Regions from separate parts of the Mus musculus genome. Here region 1 is linked to region 2. A link is a contact called in public HiChIP or PLAC-seq data. All regions are on one chromosome and are shown on one strand. Each heading gives the region's core, a stretch centred on a gene start, on an enhancer-like site or on the middle of the called end of the contact. The rest is flanking DNA. Distances are from core to core; before and after follow the strand shown. Region 1 overlaps Fcho1 (FCH domain only 1). Region 2 overlaps Map1s (microtubule-associated protein 1S).

Evidence for each region. HiChIP or PLAC-seq counts read pairs in DNA pulled down with a chosen protein or histone mark.
Region 1: a contact with region 2 is called in an H3K4me3 HiChIP or PLAC-seq map of embryonic midbrain, with 4 times the contacts expected there. The contact joins two enhancer-like sites. A contact is called at or near these places in 2 of 484 Hi-C or Micro-C datasets (LSK cells and the N1E-115 cell line), 4 of 115 datasets of contacts at active chromatin or transcription factors (bone marrow-derived macrophages, double positive thymocytes, embryonic midbrain and 1 more) and 1 of 9 other capture datasets (macrophages).

Annotation. Positions count from the first base shown.
Region 1 is chr8:71,708,074-71,711,060 of GRCm38.p6, reverse strand. Fcho1 (FCH domain only 1) reads left to right here. Exons shown (of 28, transcript NM_028715.3): 22 at 1-63; 23 at 567-722; 24 at 935-1,067; 25 at 1,287-1,486; 26 at 1,676-1,731; 27 at 1,971-2,135; 28 at 2,230-2,674. The coding sequence ends at 2,252. Among named protein-coding and RNA genes, the nearest start is that of B3gnt3, 7.8 kb to the right of the region's middle. Within about 2 kb of position 1,685, at least 45 of the 459 cell types and tissues checked have an H3K27ac peak or open chromatin away from gene starts, as enhancers often do.
Region 2 is chr8:70,909,642-70,912,649 of GRCm38.p6, reverse strand. Map1s (microtubule-associated protein 1S) reads right to left here. Exons shown (of 7, transcript NM_173013.3): 2 at 1,601-1,705; 3 at 722-804; 4 at 1-137. Among named protein-coding and RNA genes, the nearest start is that of Map1s, 5.2 kb to the right of the region's middle. Within about 2 kb of position 1,254, at least 35 of the 459 cell types and tissues checked have an H3K27ac peak or open chromatin away from gene starts, as enhancers often do.

The DNA.
Region 1 (2,987 bases), core at 436-2,935, 800 kb before region 2:
CCTGCCCGTGGCCACAGCCTTCACTGAGTATGTCCATGCCTATTTCCGTGGCCACAGCCCCAGGTAGGCAGTGATGGCAAGTGTGGGGTCAACCAGAGGGCTTTTGTGTGAGGCTAGCAATCCTGAGGCCATTCTAAGGAGTCCATGGGCACTGAGCCAAAGGGACTTGTAGTAGAAACAGGTCAAGGGTGAACTGGGGGCTCTGAAGCTGGCTTGCCCTCCCTGGGGTTGCCATATGCAAGAGGAGACATTAGCATTAAGCCACAAAGAAGAGTAGAGTGTTAGACTCTACACCCAACCTAGGGATGCTCAGAACACCCAGTTGATTCTAGGTTGGGACTCCTAGTGGCCCAGGAGAAGAGGATCTAGGGATGGTACTTTCATTAGTACTTAAATGTAGGCTGGGTTGGAGAAATTCATCTTGCCAGGCAGGGAAGGAAGAGTAAGAAGTTGGGGAGACAATGCTGAGAATAATCAGAGCCCCACAGGAGCTTTGGCTGCAAGTATAACCAGGAGGGTCCAGTGCCAAGCGGAGCCCTGATCCCATACTGTCCCTGGTTTCCTAGTTGCCTGGCTCGAGTCACCGGGGAGTTAACCATGACCTTCCCTGCGGGCATTGTGCGTGTGTTCAGTGGCACCCCACCACCACCTGTCCTCAGCTTCCGGCTGGTGAACACGGCCCCTGTAGAACACTTCCAGCCCAACGCTGACCTGATCTTCAGGTGCCTTGCATGGGCCGTGGGAGAGGGTCCCAGATGTCAGTGGAGCCAGGGGCCCAGGGCCTTAAATGCCTATAGCGCCCCCTGCTAGTTGCTGTGTGGCATGGGGCAAGTGGCTGTTCCTCTCTGGACCTACTACTGCACCCACAGCAGCCCAGTCTGGAATGGGAGAGCGTCTCCCGAGGGGTGAGGATATTCTGTCCCTGTCTCTACAGTGACCCCTCCCAGAGTGACCCGGAGACCAAAGACTTCTGGCTGAATATGGCGGCGCTGACGGAGGCCCTACAGCACCAGGCTGAGCAGAACCCCACCGCCTCCTACTACAACCTGGTGCTATTGCGGTACCAGGTGGGGCTGCGCGGGGGCGGGGCGAGGGCGGGTTACATAAATAATGCAAATAATAGATAGTGCTGTGTCCTCTGAGCTCTCCTGCTCTCTGCTGGCCACTCGCGGTACTGCGTATGATACTGGTGGTTGCACATTGCTTGGACTAGGCTGGGGGCAGCATAGCCCTTGTGACCGGCCGTGGCTATGTCGCCCAGCCACCTCTGTCTTTTCGTTCCTAAGTTCTCCCGCCCTGGACCTGAGTCAGTGCCCCTGCAAATGAGCGCCCACTGGCAGTGCGGGCCCACACTCACGCGGGTCTCGGTGGAGTACAGCTACCGTGCGGGCGCCACTGCTGTGTCCACGCCACTCACTAATGTCCAGATCCTCCTGCCCGTGGGGGAGCCGGTGACCAGTGTGCGGCTGCAGCCTGCGGCCACCTGGTAAGCCACCCTGCCCAGCTGGGAACATACAAGCCAGCCAACAAGAGCCCTGGGATAGCTGTGCCACGACACACCCCTGCACGGGTGGGGAGACTGAGGCTTGGCTGGGCATGGGTTTGCAAAGGCTACACAGTTAACTGACTGCCAGAGACCTCTCTGTCGAGTCTGACCCAGATTCCTTGCCACCAGGAACACAGAGGAAAAGAGGTTCACGTGGAAGCTTCCAGATGTGTGTGAGGCAGGGGGTGAGTCACAGCTCTGATGAGGGCTGCTGCGTGGGAGAAATCGCGGGTGGGCAGATTGTTAAAACTGGACATAGTTCGTGGGAACTGACGAATTCTAGAGGAGGGTTCTCAGGATACAGGACCACCTGTATCCTGAGCCTGTGACAAAGAGCCTGTGACAGGAGCACATCCTGGACCCGTGGTCTAGGCAAGGGGTATGCGAGGTCTGATTTAGTCGAGGCTGACCCCTCACCCCGTAGGCTCAGGCCACCTGTCAGCCAGTTGGCAGCCGCAGTCGGGGCCCAGCACTCCCAGCCCCGTGGCCGCACAATTCACCAGTGAGGGCGCCACGCTGTCTGGCCTGGACCTGGAGCTGCTAGGTGGTGGCTACCGCATGTCCCTGGTGAAGCGGAGATTCGCTACAGGTAGTTGCTGCCCTTTGGGGCTGGAGAAGCAGGGTGGGGTGGGTAGTCGGGAGGGGGAGCTCACGCAAGCCCCCACGCTGTTTTATCCCCACAGGGATGTACCTCGTCAGCTGCTGAGGTTCCTAGTGCTGGGGACTGCCTGCTCTCCTGCCTCTGCCGGCTCCCCCAGGCTGGACTCCGTGGACAGGAACACCCATTTCAGCCTGGCTCAGCCAACTCCTCCGTCCACAAGCAGGCCCTGGCCTTTAGTATTCTTTAAATAAACAGTTTTCTAACAAAATAAAGAGGAATCCTCTTTCCGGTTCAGACCGGGAAGGATGGGGAGGGGGGAAGGAGGAGCTGATACCTACTGTGCGGTTCATCTCCAGGGCTGTGTGAGCTGCCTATTCCTGCTGACACACAGCTAGGCTACAGGGAGGGAGAAGTAGATGAACCCCTAGAACACTGCTTCTCCACCCTCCTAATGCTGAGACCCTTTAATATACTTACTCATGTTGTGGTGACCCCCCAACCATAAAATTATTTCATTTCTACTTCATAGCTGTGATTTTTGCCGCTGTTGTCAATCATAATGTAAATATCTGATATGCAGGATATCTTATATTTGAGCCCTCCAAAGGGGTAGAAGTAAACTGCTACCTAGAGGGTTCTGAAGTATACATAGGAGTGTATAAACTAGAGAAGGACGGGCACCTGAGGGAGAGCTGGGCTTGGTGAGGAAGCCAGCAGTCAACTCAGGGACAGACAGGGTGGGAAGCAGGATAAAGTTCCTGATAGTCTAGGCTCAGCAGCTGAAAGGCCGGACCTGATTGTCCTCCCAGCACTCAGAGTCAAGGGACCTTGCGCCCTCTT
Region 2 (3,008 bases), core at 5-2,504:
TTGTCCCCCAGCACCTGCAGGAAGTGGTGGGCCGAGAACCCCCCAGTCTGCAACAGCAGTTCCCCAGTCTCCTCCAGGCAGGGCCCGGCCAGGACCAGCAGCTTGTGAGGGGCGGGGTCCATCAGGAGGTTCCGGAGCTGTGGGTAAGGTGGGCAGCCCCGTGAGTGGCACTGGACCAGGCCCCAGCTTTGAACTCATTGTCAGAGGCAACTGAGAGGCTGAAGGAAAGCAGAACCAGCAGGTGTGCCTACCACAGCCCTCCCCTTCCCTGAGGCCAGCTGGCATCTGCCTGCCAAGCAGGGCTCCTTCACCGTGAGACTCCTGTGAAGACCCACCTAGCCCTTTCTCCATCTTTCTTTAGGCACAGGCTAGCCCTCACCTACCTGCTTCTGCCTCCTCCTGCTGGGACAACAGGCCTGTGACAACATTCCCAGATCAATTTGTGACATGCATCAGAGAGTCCCAGAGCTGTCTTAGACTGGGAGGAAGGTGCAGGCTGGCCAAAAGCAAGACTCCTACCACCCAGGGCAGCTCCTGCCTGGGCCAGGTAGAGGCTAAGCCAGGACATTGGGTTCCATGGGTTCCTCCCACCTGCCTCCAGCTCATCAGTGCATTCCATGACCAGCCTTCCTGCCCCAAGTCTACAAGAGGAAGTAGGTGCAGAAGTGTCAAGCACATATGCTGGGTCAGGAGTGAGGACAGCACAGGGCCCTGCTCCTACCTCATCACACAGGGACTTGTCTGAGGGGTTCAGCAGGACCAGCGTCTCCAAGGTCTCTCCACGGTGGTGCAGGCTCCGCTGCCCTGTGGGATGACAAGCCCAGGCCCCGGCTCAGGCTGCCTAATCCCAAATCCTACCACCAGGGGACCCTCAGGTACTGAAGCTGCAGAACCCACAGCAGGGTGCCCCAGCTGAGAGCAAACAGGAAAGAAAATGGAAGAAGCCCATGGGTGCCCTGGGCCTCAAGCAGGGACAACACAGATGATCAGCCAGGGGTGCTAGACTGCGTATCAGCACCAGCACAGCTCAGCACCTAAGCCAGGAGGACACACAGGAGGCTCTACATGGCAGACAGCAGCTTCAGCCCTCCCCTGCAAGACCAGGCCAGAGAAATGTGACTACCCAGAAGGGGCGTCCAGAGGGCTGTGGTCACACAGTAGGTCACTTCCAGCTTTTTCTCCAATGGATCAGGGGTCAGGAAGCCACTACGACCCAAAGGGACACTTCCTTCCCCTCCTGCAGCTGTAGGTGGTGACTCAACCCACTGGGCAGGGACGAGCTACAAGCAATACCCATGAAAGGGCTGCTCTGGCCACCCCAGGATCCCAAGGAAATCGCCCTGCACCCCATCTCTGCTTCCCTATTGGTTCTCAGCCCTGAGGGCCCCTCCCTAAAGTCACTACACCCTTCTGTAAGTTAGGGACAGAGCATATGACTTTCTTCTACTGTCCAAAACCAAGGCAGCATCCACAGGCCAGAGGTACCTCTGTGCAGGCCTTAGCACTGCCTCACCCCACGCCCGGCATACAGCTGCCACTCAGCAGCTCAGCACCCAGAGAGGAGCAGGAGAACTAAGGGAGGCAGAGTGGGGCAGGTCACCTTTCACAATGCTGGAGAAGGTGGCTGAATGCCGGGACACGAAGGCCTTGAGCTGCTCATCCAGGCTGCAGACAGCGGGGTCCACATCCTCCCAGGAGCGAACACCTGCAGGCAGCAGGAGACAAAAGCTGAGTGCCAGCGCCCTCCCTCCCTTCTGTCTGCTTGGCTCCCGTGGCTTAGCTCCTGGGAAGGCACAGTCAAGGGGCTCAGGGAAGCCTCAGCATCTCTGACTTGAGGCCTGACCAACAAGATGACCAGTCCCTGTCTGGCCATCCGCTTCACATCTCTGCTCTATTAGAATCCTCAACTTTTGGGAGATTTTTCTGTATGCACATGTATGCATGTGCACACCTATGTACTCCTCCTCTGCTGAAGTCACCTTTTGGTGAGCATTTACATGGGACACAAATATCTTCACATCCTTTGCCCATTTGGAGAGATCTATCCACATACTTCTTCCCCAGATGTCTTTCTCACCAATTTTCCAATTGTGATCTTTCCAAGTCCCTGACCATCCAGCCAATCCATTGGCTACAGCCCATGAGTCAGTGAATAATCGTACATCTGGCCACTTCTTCTTACAAACAAACTGTAATACCATGTGTACTGCCCGAAGTTCTGCCCACTGTGAAGATTTCCCTTCACCTGTGTCTTTCAAGGTTGTCTCAGAAAGGGGTTGTAATGCTGCAGCTGTCCACTTCTGGGTGGTGCCTGCATAACGTGCAGAGCCATCAGTAAACCAGGCTCTAGTCTTCTCCTCTTCGGTCAGTTGATCATAGGGAACACCCCATGAGGCTATAGGCGTATGCTTGGCAGCAGATGGCATTGTAACAGGAGTAGAAACCATAGGCATTTGAGCAACTTCTTCATGTAACTTGCTTGTGCCTTCAGGACCTGCTCTGGCCCGATCACGTATATACCACTTCCATTTGATAATAGACTGCTGCTGCGCGCGTCCCACTTTATGACTTGCAGGGTCTGATAGTACCCAGCTCATGATGGGTAGTTCAGGTCGCATAGTAACTTGGTGTCCTATTGTCAAACGTTCAGTTTCCACTAAGGCCCAATAGCCGGCCAAGAGCTGTTTTTCAAAGGGAGAATAGTTGTCTGTAGAGCTTTGCTCCAAAATCCCAAAGGTCTTTTCTGTGATTCACCTACAGGGGCCTGCCAGAGGCTCCAAACAGCATCTCTATGTGTGAGCACGCACATGTATTGAACTGTGTGTGTGTACCACATGGAGGCCAAAGGTCAACACTCAATGCCCTCCTCAACTGTTTTGGATCTTACATTCAGGGACAGAGTTCCTTAGTAAATCTTCAGGTCATCAACTGGGTGGGCTGGCTCCCAGTGAGCGCCCAGGGTTACCCTGTCTCCACATCTCCTGTGGGATTACAGGCACACACTGCCA